Linked DNA regions of Rattus norvegicus: region 1 is linked to region 2. A link is a contact called in public Hi-C data. All regions are on one chromosome and are shown on one strand. Each heading gives the region's core, a stretch centred on a gene start, on an enhancer-like site or on the middle of the called end of the contact. The rest is flanking DNA. Distances are from core to core; before and after follow the strand shown.

The links. A called contact is a pair of places that touch in the nucleus more often than the background predicts.
Region 1: a contact with region 2 is called in a Hi-C map of liver, with 2.1 times the contacts expected there. The contact joins the enhancer-like site here to the promoter of Sipa1l1 in region 2. A contact is called at or near these places in 9 of 12 Hi-C or Micro-C datasets (the A7r5 cell line, the Rat2 cell line, Schwann cells and 6 more).

The regions. Positions count from the first base shown.
Region 1 is chr6:107,853,253-107,859,746 of GRCr8, forward strand. All of the region lies in intron 1 of LOC102552965 (a long non-coding RNA gene), which reads right to left. Among named protein-coding and RNA genes, the nearest start is that of Rgs6, 140 kb to the right of the region's middle. Within about 2 kb of position 2,164, at least 5 of the 93 cell types and tissues checked have an H3K27ac peak or open chromatin away from gene starts, as enhancers often do. A contact at or near this core is called in liver, where this site is marked.
Region 2 is chr6:107,568,911-107,575,447 of GRCr8, forward strand. It overlaps Sipa1l1 (signal-induced proliferation-associated 1 like 1), which reads left to right and starts at 1,728. Exons shown (of 25, transcript NM_001389245.1): 1 at 1,728-1,785; 2 at 2,297-2,357.

The DNA.
Region 1 (6,494 bases), core at 914-3,413, 280 kb after region 2:
GGTTCTTTGGTTATTTGCCTCTGTGGCAAGGTAGGATGGGTTTGTAACTGACCTGGTAACTTTTCTAAAATGCTTACGAGTATTCTAAGAATGAAGGTTAACCATTGCAATTTTAGACAATATGCTTACCCAACTCTGTTGGGGCAACGATAAACCCAGTGTAGGCACATCTCATGCCTATTTAGCAAGTGCTATACATGAGGCAGCGGCCATTGTAGGAGCCAGGCTGGGTGGACAGGTGGTGAGGGTGGACTGTTGGGGGAGGAGAAGGTGTAGGCATAGGCTTCCTTGCTCACTGCGTTTAATGGTTTCGCTGTGAAAGGCAATCCAGCCTTGACCTCTGTAGCCCTAGAGGCAAATATCAAGATCAGTGGATTAAAGGTACAGCAGCTAGAGTTTTGTTTCCAAGGTCGATGGATTTAGGGTAGTCTCTGAGCTTGGGCGTCAAGGGTCAGCCTTGAAGCCAGTTGACCGAGATACCATTTCCTCTCTTCAATGAACCTCATCTCTCCTAAACCTTAGAATCATGAGACGGAATTAGGACTTTAAAAGATTCAGTTCACTCAGTTCTGCCCGGTCTGATTTCATTAGCTCTTTACTGACCTGCCCCATGTCCAGCCACCTGTGTTGGGAGATGTCCAGTGATGGAAGCTCACCCCTGCCTGAGGTACCTGCTGATTGTGTGTGTGTGTGTGTGTGTGTGTGTGTGTGTGTGTGTACATCCATATATGTACAAATGTGTGTTGGTGTGTGCACATATCTATGTGCATGAAGGTGACGGTCAGAGGTTATTAACCTTGGGTGTCTGTCATTCCTTAGGTGCTGATCACCACTTATTTACTGATTGATTGATTGATTGATTGATTGATTAGTGCCCGTCTCTTACTGCTCTAGAGCTCACGAAGTAGGCTGTGAGGCCCCCGACCCCAGGATGCTCCTGTCTCCCCGTCCCTAGGCTGGAATGATAAGCACAGTCCACAACCTGGACTCTGTGGATTGAATTCGGCTGAGCCGTTTTCTCAGGCCCTGATTTATTTTGTTAAGCCCTTTTGATTTTGAGAAAAATCCCTTGAATTTTTCCAAGACCATCGCTTCACACTATACCCACATAATCAACCCTATCTTCCCAGGTGACAATCATGGAAACCTTGGGGATAGCGGTTCTATCTAAATGTTATCACCAGAACAAAGCGTCACAATCTCCCCAACTCTTGCCGCAGCATCATGGTTTCTGAGTTCACCATCGTGAAATAACCCTACACAGCGTGTATTAAGGGTAAACCCACCTACGCATATTATCCCACGAGCTCTCACAGCAGCCCTGTGGCAGGATGAGGTCTATGGATGTCCCCATTTATAGAAGCTGAGGCTTTGAGAGGTCAAATCACTTCCAGCAGGTAGCAAATGAACACAGAGCAGAGTGAAAGCCTGGCCTGTGGTACCAGAACCATTGCCAAACCACATTCTCCCTTGCACATCCTGGTTGTGCGGAACCTAAATGGACAGTATCGATGCCGTTGGATGGTCATCGTGGGGGTGAAGAGACAGACACTCAGATGGAGACCATCCCTAAATATTAGAGGACTGGGAGTTAGCGACATCTGGTGGGAGTTGGTTTAAAGTGATGCTGTCTCTGACAGCCGGTGTTCCCCACTTGCACTTCATTTCAGAGAAAGACCTTCCTGTCCAATTTCAGGACAGACCTGGAGGTCATGGAGGCTTGGGTTCCTGTTAGAAATGAGAGAGTGGGGGTTGGCTTTGGGAAGGCTCTGCCACATAGCCACCATTGGAAAATGAGCTCTATGAAGAGAGGGGAAGGGACTTGTCATAACGGTATTAGAGACAACATGATGGGGCCTTAAAGGGGAGGAGAGGCTTCCCCTGAAAACGCTGGGGGGAGCTTTGGTAAGAGGGATACCTTAAAGGAGAGAGCCAGCCATCATGGACAAGGTGATTGGGGGAGAGGGAGGGCTAGAGGAGGGTGTTCAGAAAGACCACCCAATGAAGACTAGTATCTGACTTTTGGATTGTAAATTGCTATACCACGCAATTTAGTTCAGCACAGCATAGCCTAGTGTGTGTCACATGCACGTAACACTGTTGAACACAGCAGGCAAGCATTACTGGGCTTGAGAAACCTCTCTGGTTTGCCATCAGATCACGAGGCCAGGGCCTCCCCTAAGCAATCGTTTGCTTAGTGCCTTGCCAATTCTCAGCCCTGCCTAAGCTATGCCCTGTGTTTCTTTTTCTAAACGAAGAAGCTTGATGGAAGCTAACCAAAAATCTGTTTCAAAACCAACTATAAATAGTATACATGATATCTTAGACTAAACCACAACATTAATTTTGTTCTTTGAATCAATCCCCTCTCATCTATGTAACTGCAACATCCCGCTACGGGCACTGCACGTCAGTGAACAGGTGAGGACCACGATTTCAACGTGGGTCCCTGTTCTCAGCAATTCTAAATACAAAGAGAGTTTCTAGTTTATACTTCTCAGCCCATCTGTCAGAACACCAGGCCCAAGGTCCTGGCAGTCTGCTTGCTAAAGCAACAGATGACCGACCGAGAGAAACATAACAAACCCAGTTCTCAAGGGTAAACCCCAGCATGAGTCCAGATGCTTCTACCTGCCTGCCAACACTCCACAGAAGGGTCCCATGGGGTCCTCTTCCTCCAGCCCAGGGTCCAGATACCTAGGACCATGTAATCTACTGCATAATTAATCACTTAAAAAAAAACCAAAAAACCCAACCTCCAGTTTATTGACCATTTTGTGGGCCAGAGATTTGGGCTTTTCTCAGCTGTGTGTTTGTTCTGCTCCATGTGGGCTCTCCTAGGGCCTTCAGTCACTGGCAACCAGGCTGGTTTGGAGAGTTCAGGATGACACCCATTCCTGGGGCTTTGGTGGGAGCAGTAGTCTGGGCTCAGCTGCCCATCCCCGCTGCCCCCATCTGCATGTTCTTGAAGCTCTTCCCTGGGTTCTTCTATCAGGTGGTTGGCTGGGTTTTTCAAGGCTCCCACAGGCTAGGTGGGAAATGCCAGTGTTCTTGACAAGTAGGTGCAGATCTGCCAGACTGCTTTCCTACACCTTGTCAAACAAAGGGGAATCAGAAGCCTTCTCTTAAAACAAAACCTCATTCTCCTTAGGACAGCTCCATTCTCACTGGCACTAAATCCCCCATCAGGGTCAGAACGCCAGAAATGTCAGCTGGAGTCATAGGCAGCACAGGGAAACACTGATCTCCCTGGAGGCCCTTACTCCTGTCCCTAATGCTGTCATGGCGGAGGGGGTGGGGCAAGGCCTTTTTGAACTTTGGGACTGGACAGTGGAGTCAGTTTCTAGCTCTTGTCTTGGAGGTCAGTGGCCTACAGCTCATCCACTGATGAGCACCCTCTCCTGACTTCTCACCAGCCTGGTCTCCATATTATAGTTTACCACCAGCAGAGACCGAGAGGGTAAGGCCATTGACATTCAGCCCAAGTCTCCTTTCTCCTGGAGGCCAGGATTCTCAATGGCTGCCTATTGTAGCAAACTCTGGGAAGATCTGATGTGTCTGTCATCCTCCATTACGATCTGTGGTAAGGAATTTTCTTAATTAGTGATCAGTGGGTGAGGACCCATCCTTGGGATGGTGGTTCTATAAGAAAGTAAGCTAAGCAAGCCCTGTGAGGCAAGCCAGTGAGCTTGCTTTAAGTGTGCACCTCTTCATGGCCTCTGCATCGGCTCCTGGCTTCAGGTTCCCGCCCTGTTTTGAGTTCCTGTCCCGACTTCCTTTGGTGATGAACAGTGATATGGAAATATAAACTGTTTCCTCTCCAACTTTATTTTTGGTCACGGTGTTTTGTCACAGCGATAGAAAGTATAAGACACCAGGTGTCTATTACTGCCACAAAACAAGCGAGACCAAAAACAAGTTGGGAACGAAGGGGTTTTTTGGCTGACACTGATCCATCACTGGAGGACGTCAGGACAGGAACTCAAGCAGGGCTGGAACCTGGAGGCAGGAGCTTATGCGGAGGCCATGGAGGGGTGCTGCTTACTGGCTTGGTCACTCTGATTTCTTATAGAACCCAGGAGCACCAGCCCAGAGATGGGACCCCACCCCACTATCACTAATTAAGAAAATGTCTTGCAGCTGGATCTCATGGAGACATTTTCTCAACTGAGGCTTCTTCCTCTCTGACTCTAGCTTGTGTTGAGCTGACACACGAAGTCAGCCAGAGTTGACCCCGTGTCAACACACAAGCACAGCACTATTGAGCCACAATTCTTCCTTTCTTACTCATCCCCAAGATCTCATATTAAAAACGTAAGTTTAAAAGTCCCACAGTCTTTACAAACTGAAACACATTAAATTTTCAATCTCTTTAAAATATACCGTCTCTCTAAACATCCAAAATTTCTTAAAAAGTCCAAGGCCTTTGAGCTGTGGGCTCCCATAAAAATCAAAGTTAAGTTGAATGCCTTCTTTGAGGGGGATGAAGCAGGGCACTGTCACCATCTAACCAAGCAAAACTAACCCCAACAGTATAAATAACTCAGTGTCCATCCACACAGGATCTTCTGAGCTCCTCAAAGTGTCTGGGTCATTTCTCCTGCTCTGCCCCCTGTCGTACGTTAGGCTCTGGCTGTCTCTATTCCACCTGGTGGTTATCCCATGGCACTGGCATTTCCAAAATGATGCAGCCTTCCACTTAACTGGGCTGCACTTTCAGCCCAGCCTCTCATAGGCTCTCTTCAAAGCCTCAACTCCGTTGCCTGACCCCTTCAGTTCCAGGCCTTCAACTGCTACTGAGGCTGCACCTTCACCAATGGCCTTTCTTGGCCTCTCACAGTGCCAGGCCTCAGCTGCTCTTCATGACCCCTTCATGCCTTCAAAACCAGTACCACCTGGGTGACTCTCACACGTTACCAAGTCCAGCCACAGCACAAGGTACAGCCTTGGCTATCTCTGGAACACAGCTTCTTTGTGCTCTCAGAAAACACTTCCCAAAAGATTTCACCTCAGTGATGCTGGTCTCTTCTTAATCACTGCTAAGTTCTTAGCTCCAGCTGACAGCATCGATTGTCCCAGGAAGGCAAAGGTTTGCTTTAGTTGTCCTGGAATCTTGTTAATCACAGCTGAATCTCCAGCCCCAGTTAAGGAGAACCACAGAATCTTAAATCAACATAGCAAACAATCCCCATAGTCTTTAATCTTCCCTCTGAGATTTCACAGGCCAGGCCTGCATCTTCTGCACCATTCTCAACATTATCTTCCAAGCTCCTACAGAACATCCCACAGAGCGCTCCACACCCAATGGCTCTTCTAACCCAAGGTTCCAAAGTCCTTCCGTGGTCCTTCTCAAACCATGGTCAGGGCTGTCACAGCAACAACTCACGACACAGGTACCAATTTGTCTTAGTTAAGGTTTCTATTATGGTGATAAAAACACCATGACCCGAAAGCAAGTTGGGAAGAAAAGGGTTTATCTGGCTTACATTTCCAGATCATAGTCCAGCACTGGAGGAAGTTGGGACAGGAGCTCGGGCAGGGCTGGAACCTGGAGGCAGGAGCTGATGCAGAGGTCATGGAGGGTGCTCTAACTTGTGTCAAGTTGACACAAAAACCCCAGCCAGTACACCTGGGAAGGAAGAACCTCAATTAAGAAATTTCCTCTATCAGCTTGACCTATAATCATGTCTATGGTCTCTTTTCTTGAGTGATGATTGATGTGGGAAGTACCCAGGCCTCCGTGGGCAGTGTGACCCTGGACAGGTAGACCTGGATTAGATATGAAAGCGAACTGAGCAAGCGGAGGAAAGCAAGCCAGAGAGCAGCTTCAGTTCCAGCCTTGACTTCTGCCTTGCATCCCTCAAAGAAGGACAGTGCTGAGGAAGTGTAAGCCGAACAAACCCTTTCCTCTCCAAGTTGCTTTTGGTCAGTGTTTTTACCATAGCAACAGAGGAACTAAATTAGGATACCTTATGGCCTCCCTGGGGCCACCTAAGGGCTAGCAGAAGGTCAAGAGCCTGCAGGGCAGTGAGGAGGAAGGTGGCACTAGGAAGTCACACTCCTGATTTTCTCTGCAGCACCAGCAATGGCCACACTTCTGTTGCCAGGGAAGTGATGCACCAGAATTCAAGTCTGCAGAGCTGTGACACCCTCTGCCTGATGCCTGGTGGTACTGAGAGGCAGCCTGGCTATGTGTGAAGTCTGTGTGTGTGTGTGTGCACTCGAGCGGGTGCTCAGTGTGGGAGATCTGTCATGAGCAGCTCCAGCTCCCTTCAGCACCCTGTATCAGCTGCACCCCAATTCCTTAGCTTGCCAGAGGGCTAGCCTAGTCATAAGGAGCAGCCAGAAGCAGACTCGAGAGAAACCTCAGCTAACCCAAAAGATCCACGGTGGCCTTGGTGAGTGCCTCCTGGTGTCACTGTGCCCCTCTGAGAAGCAAGTTGTTCGAAGACAGAAGGGACAGCCATGTCCTGTGTGAATGCCTATCAACTTCT
Region 2 (6,537 bases), core at 478-2,977:
AATCAGCAGGTAGATGAACTTGTGACCCAAGTTTTTAATTTTTTATTGGATATTTTTTTATTTACATTTCAAATGTTATCCCCTTTCCCGGTTTCCCATCCATAACCCCCCTTTTCCATACCCTCTCCCCCCTGTGACCCGAGCTTGATTCTCAAAGCTCACATAAAGGTGGAAGGAGAGAATGGATAACACAAGGTACTATCATACCTTTACACTCTTGTCCAGTCAGACATCATCTCCTCCTCCTCTTCCTCCTCCTCCTGCTCCTCCTCCTCCTTCTCCCCCCCTTACACACACACACACACACACACACACACACACACACACACACACCCCATTGCCACAGGTATCCCAAAAGTCTTAACTGTTTAAGTCTTCATATAGTAAGGTCCTTTAGGTTTCTATGTGTATGGGATTGAGTTAACAGTTTCCTCATATTGATATTGACATTTAAAGATCAATTTTTGGGGCTGGGGATTTAGCTCAGTGGTAGAGCGCTTACCTAGGAAGCACAAGGCCCTGGGTTCAGTCCCCAGCTCCGAAAAAAAGAACCAAAAAAAAAAAAAAAAGATCAATTTTTTAATGGTGAGTTCTGTTATACACTATGGAATCTATATTTATTCATCTTTGTTGACATCAAAACTTCATGTTTCTATCAACAGCAGGATATTATTTAGTAAAACAAAAATCACCACAGAAAAATTTCTCCAATTTAGAAATAAAATGAGATTTCAAACAATAGCCTTTTGGAATATATATCATGTCTATGCCTGGTGTTCTTGGAGGGTGTCAGGTCTCCTGGAACTGGAATTATAGTTGTTGGCCCACCAAATGGAAGCTGGAAATTGAACATCAGTCATCTGGAAGAGCCGCTGTGCTTTACTTAATCCCAGAGTCATCTGTCCAATCCCTCAATAACGTTTTGTAATCAGGTATAAAGGTATAATCTGAGGATTCATAATTTAAGTTTTGTTTCCTGTTCCCTTCTACCGTGAACCAGGTTTTTACAAAGAGAAAAGAAACATGTAACCACAGGGAAAAAAAAGATTGAAACAGAAACCAGAGTTTAGCAGTGTAAAAAACTTGACTGTGGTGCAGAAACTGACATAAATTCCAGGTACTCTTTGGGGTTGGGCAAAGTAGAGTGACTGTGGACACACAAGGACTATTACCTTCATTTTCAACAACAGACATACAGTACCTACTAGGGTACAAAGCCCGCTGAGAATACCAACATGAGTGAGCTACATGCGCAAGAAGCCATCTCGTGGGGGCGTTAGGATGGGGAAAAGAAAGCATAGTGCGGGGGCTGGAGATGAGATTACACAGGAAGGCTCATAAACTGAGTACATGGTGGACATTTAGAAGTAGAGAGATGCGCTGACTTCTAAAGCCCCAGAGCTTCTCTGGCCAAATGCTCCCACCTCCGAGAAGCAGGTCTATGGAAGCCCTGCATCCTCCTCCAGCCTCCCCTTCCCCACCGCTAGGCTTGGGGCAGCGGAGGAGGCAGGTGAAAACTGCACTCGGCTGTCGAGTCGTCATGACAACCAGAAGTTCAACGGCCCTCACTACCCGGCTTCCACTTCCCCCGGCCCGAGCTTGGGCTTCTAATCTCGCGAGACTTGCCTGAGCGCAGAACCCCGCCGCGGTGATCTCACCCGAGACTGAAGGAGGGAGGAGAGGAGGGAGGGAAGGGATGGGGCGGGGAGAAGGGCCAGTGCAGCGCCGCCACCGCCGGCAACTTTGTGAGCGAGTTCAGTACGTGCGTGAGCGAGTGAGCGGAAAGTCAGTGCGGCCCCGTGTCCCGGGGGGGAGGGAGGGAGGGTGGGCCCGGGAGACCTCCCGCAGCGCGCTCATCGCCGCCGTCCGGGACTCCCTTCCCGCGCTGTCCCTCCGCGGGTCCTCCAGTCCCGGTGGGCAGTTACCTGTCCCCTCCCCCGCGGCCACGCAACTCCCCTCCTCCCCCCACGGCGCCCAGCACCGTGTTCCGTAGCCCGGACTCTCCCCGGGCGCCGCTCGCTCGTTCCCCGGAGCCGGCGGGCGGGATGAGGGGTTCGGGGGTGCGAGCCGGGGTCCCGGCTTCTGCACAATAGTTGATGCCCCGGGACTAATCACTTCGGCCTCCGCAGCTCACGGAGTGCGGCCGCTGCGGGGACCTCCTCGGAGCGAGGCTGGGGAGCTGTGCTAATCCTGCCCGGGCGGCCCCTTCGCCCGGCGCTCGGAGCCTCAGATCTCCACAGAGGAGGCGGCGAGCGAGCGCGCCCCGACCGTCTGCACGCTTTCTCTTTCTCCCCAGGGAGAGCGCGCGGACGACGCGCCCCGGACGCGCGGCAGCACCGGGAAGCCCAGGCCAAGCGGTAAGTGGCTCAGGAGGGCAGGGCTGGGGGGGGGCGGGGCGGCACTACTGACAGTCCCCCCCTCCGCCCCCGGCTTGGGATTCGCGGTCTGGAGCTGGACGCTCACAGCGGCTGAAAGTTAGATTTCCGATTTAGTGGCGTGCTGGGGATCGCGGTCCCGGCGGGGGCGAGTCTGCACTTCACCGCGCACTGCGCGCGCGCACGTTCGCCCCTCGGGATCCGGATCGGCACCCCTAGAGGCCCGGATCCCCGCATCCCCGCCCGGTGGCCGTGCTTACCCTTCGGCTCCGGGCTCCTCGGAGCGATCCTTCCCCATCCGTCACTCGGTGAGCTCTTTGCAGGTGTGCTGCAGGGGCCAAGGCCCAGTGGGTTAATGGTGGGGAAAGGAAAGATTCGGGTGCGGGCTCAAGGGTGTTAATTTCTCTCCTGGGAGATCCTGGGGACTGAGATGGGGTTGGGGGATGCTCCAACCTGCGTTCCTTGGAGGAAGGAAACCGTCATAAGGTTGGAGAGGCATGAGGGTGCTGTCTGTATACAGAACTTTTTCTTTCCTTGCCCTTTCCAACTTCGCTCCTGACCTTAAAGGCAACTTGCCAGGTTCATAAGTCGCTCCATGGCATTTCAATGTGGGCAAGCTATCGCGTTGGGCAGATTGAAATTTCATCGGGGCTCACCGAGTCCAAAACCAGAGGCACGGGAAATAGCTAGCTTTCAAGGGAGGTGTTGTGCCGGATTGTTGGCATTCCTCTTGGAAGGGGAAGCATTGGGGACAGGTAACTCGTAGACTGCCTTGGTGCTTTATGGATTTGATTTTTTTTTTTTTTTTCTGATGGCTAGTTGAGAGGCAACCTTCACTGAAATTCATACTACCAAGCCGGTGATGCGATGCAAATTTCAGAGGGAGGTGTCGACTCTCATCAGGTTCCAGGTCTATCTGGATGAACTGGGGTTGGCGTTTCCTCTATAAATCGAGCCTTTCATGTTGAAACTCTGACTCAGAGTCTTAAAGCCATTCTTTTTTATACTAGTACTCTGTGGGAGTGAAGTGTTAACTTTCTCCTTTCTCGAATGGAGTATCTCCAGAGCAAAGGTTCTTTGGCTGATCCTTTTGGACAGCCACAACATAAAGCCCTCCGGGATTGCTCCAGCAGTGTCGTTTAGGCACAGGAATGATTTTCTGTATGTTGGTTTAACGACTTTCCCATATCCTCTTGTCCTTTCTCCAACACTGCAATTAAGCTGCCTTTACTGGGGTGGAAAAAAAGCTGATAGGATTATGCAAAGCAGTTAAAAGGTTTAAGTAAAGCAGTTGATGGCCACTGATGTGTCCACCTCTAAAGTGACAACCCAGTTATTAACTAGAATATTATTTCTGAAGCATTTTCCCATGAAATATGTTATTGGCACGAAGGCATTAACAACAGTGATTTAAGATAACCTGGGTGACAGCTTGAACATAAATGGTTGGGGCAAATGAGATATTTGGAGTGGTGACTTGCTTCAGTGTCACAGAAGACTTTTTTCTTACCTCACTCTTAAAGAATTCTTGAAATTGACTATCATTAATTAGGTTTTTCCAGCTGACAGAGAAGGAACGGGTTTAGCAAGTGGCTGGAGACAGTAGTAGGTGTAGCTGTTAGTGTCTCCACAGTTCTGGGACTTCACAGCCCTGGGGCCGCGCGCGGGACTTGCTGTGTTTGACTGTCAGGCAGTTTTGTCACTAAAATGACATTCTGAGATTAACTCTTCTTTTGACTCAGTTCTTCAGTGGTATTTCCTTTTATATTTATTCCATATTTGCTTTGAATTACGTGTGCAGTAATGGTGTTGTTTCCTCATTTGAAAACAATCTCAAAGCAGCGTTTGAAGCGCTTCCTCACACCTGAGTGTACTGTAGCTTGAGGACGGCTTGAGATTAACAGTTATGCAGACTCTGGGGTCTTGGTTAACTGAGGTAAGGTGTGCATATGTTGTGCTTTCAGTTGCACTGTGAATTTTCAGTCAGTGACTTTGAAAATGCTCTCTGAGAGCACAGAGAGCAGCATTAAGTGGACCCCAACTCAGATCTGACTCTTGGCTGACTTAGTGGAAGGTTTATGTGGTAATAAGGCCTGCTGTCTCTTGCCTAGCTGTATTGTTTTTAGCAAAGGTCCAGTCATTGCACAAATGGTCTGACTTTTAATGAAGCTTTTCGGGTTCCTTTTTAGATTTGAACCTTTTGCTTCACTGGCCAGATTAGAATAGCCCCCCTCCCTTTTCTCAAACTCTGATGGACTAGCTTCTTTGTTTCCTTTCACATTGCAGAAGCTGAATCTCAAAATTGGAAAAAGAAAATTTCCCTCTAATTTCCCTGTAATTGTAACCTTTTGAGCCTTGTGAGGCAAACAGTCTTTACAGAGTGCCACCAGCAGAGGCATTTTCTCTTGGTTTCTGGGACTCTAGCACTTAGCAAAATCATTCTTGGGCTTAGGGGACTGTTGGTCCGTCGACCATGGGATCCCATCCACATCTGAGGGTGTGAAGATACCCCATGTCCAAGATTTTGCATATGAGGAGTTTTGATTTTTCAACTTATTTAAAGGATTCAAATTACTTTTCTTCAGAAGTTGTGGATTTCAAATACCTACTCTGCCACTTTCTGGCTGGGATGACCTTAAAAAATAGCTGTACCCCTTTCCCTGTCTGACACTGCAGGGTGAGCACAGAGCTGTGCACCACTTTTGCTACAGAAGCCAACCAGAACATGGGTGTGAATATACGCCGTAGCTGAAGTCTCTTTTGCCATTGCATTTTGCTGCCTCTGGATGAACAGTCATGGGTGACTGAAACTAGGAGTTTGAGCTGAGTTCCTTTGGCCCAGCTTTCCCAGATTGCAAATGAGGTGCTCCAAGCCCAGGGAGTTGACATCCTTCGTATGGCATAAAGCTAGATATAACCAGCATTCAGGTTAACCAGCCTTCCTGATTTAAACATGTTCCTGTGTTTCCCCTTTTGTTCTTTTCCTGCTGACCATGTTGAAGTTAGTTTATGATCTCATATTTAAGCCTTCAGTGATTATTAAATAAAAGGGAGAAGCAAAACTGAAGGAAAAAATATCTACATTAAGGTTGAAAAGTTACAGAAGTAGCATCAATGTCACGTATGGTACCTAAGCTTTGGAGTTACTCAGATAGCTAAGTTATGGAAAAGGAATCCTAAATTAAAGTTGTTGTTGTTAATGTTATTTTACAGATAGCTTTATCACCTTAGTGTCCTGATCCTCTTTAGGGACATTAAATTTTCTTGCTGTCCATCATTTCTTTTCCTTAAGTTTATTTGGGGAAGAAAGGAGTGTGAGCCGTGGGAAGGCGGAACAATTGTCCTGGAGCCAGCTTTCTAACACAGGTGATTTGAGCAAGGGACAGAATGTCCCCATGCAGTTTAATTTGCAACTAGGTCTGTAATGAAAAGCATCTGAGCTCATCTTTTGAGGGAGAGAACACTTCACCTTTTCATCTCATCCTGCATCTTCTAAGGTGACCCAGGTGCAAAGAGATTTTCTTTTGGGACAGGGTTTCACCCAGTGCGTGGCCCTGGCTGGCCTGGAACTCACCATGTAGATAAAGCCGTCCTTGAACTCACAGAGATTTGCCTTCCTTTGCTTTCTGAGTATGGGAGTGTGTGTGTGTGTGTGTGTGTGTGTTTAAAAAAACAAAACAAAACTAGAGAGATGAGCCTAAAATGGCATGGAGGGCATTAGGGTCGTGGAGGTGCACCTTAAGGAAGGTGACAAGTTGCTTTTGCAGGCCTAAGATGAGGGCTTCCAGCTGATGGGTTCTAATTGGTTACTTACCATGCTGCAGGTCTCTCTCTAATTAGATTTGTAGTATGCCCAACTTGAAGTTGTGGGAAATAGGTAATTACATAATGTTAGATGAGAGGCTATGCTTTCTGAGGAATGCTGGCTTGGAGATGGAGAATTGCTGGTTTTTATAAACTCAGAGACTGCTGGGGCTGAAAGGACATCTAGCCATAGTTTCCTGAGGTTCCTTCTGACTTCCCTGAGCTGAGCCGTTGATCCAAGTTTGAACAGGTGTGGTTATTGATTGTTTTGTGGTTCATTCAGAGCTTTGCTTCCTTTTACAATGAGTTCTGATCTCAGAGGATTGCTATTGAGAAATTGAAAGCAGAGGGCTGTGTG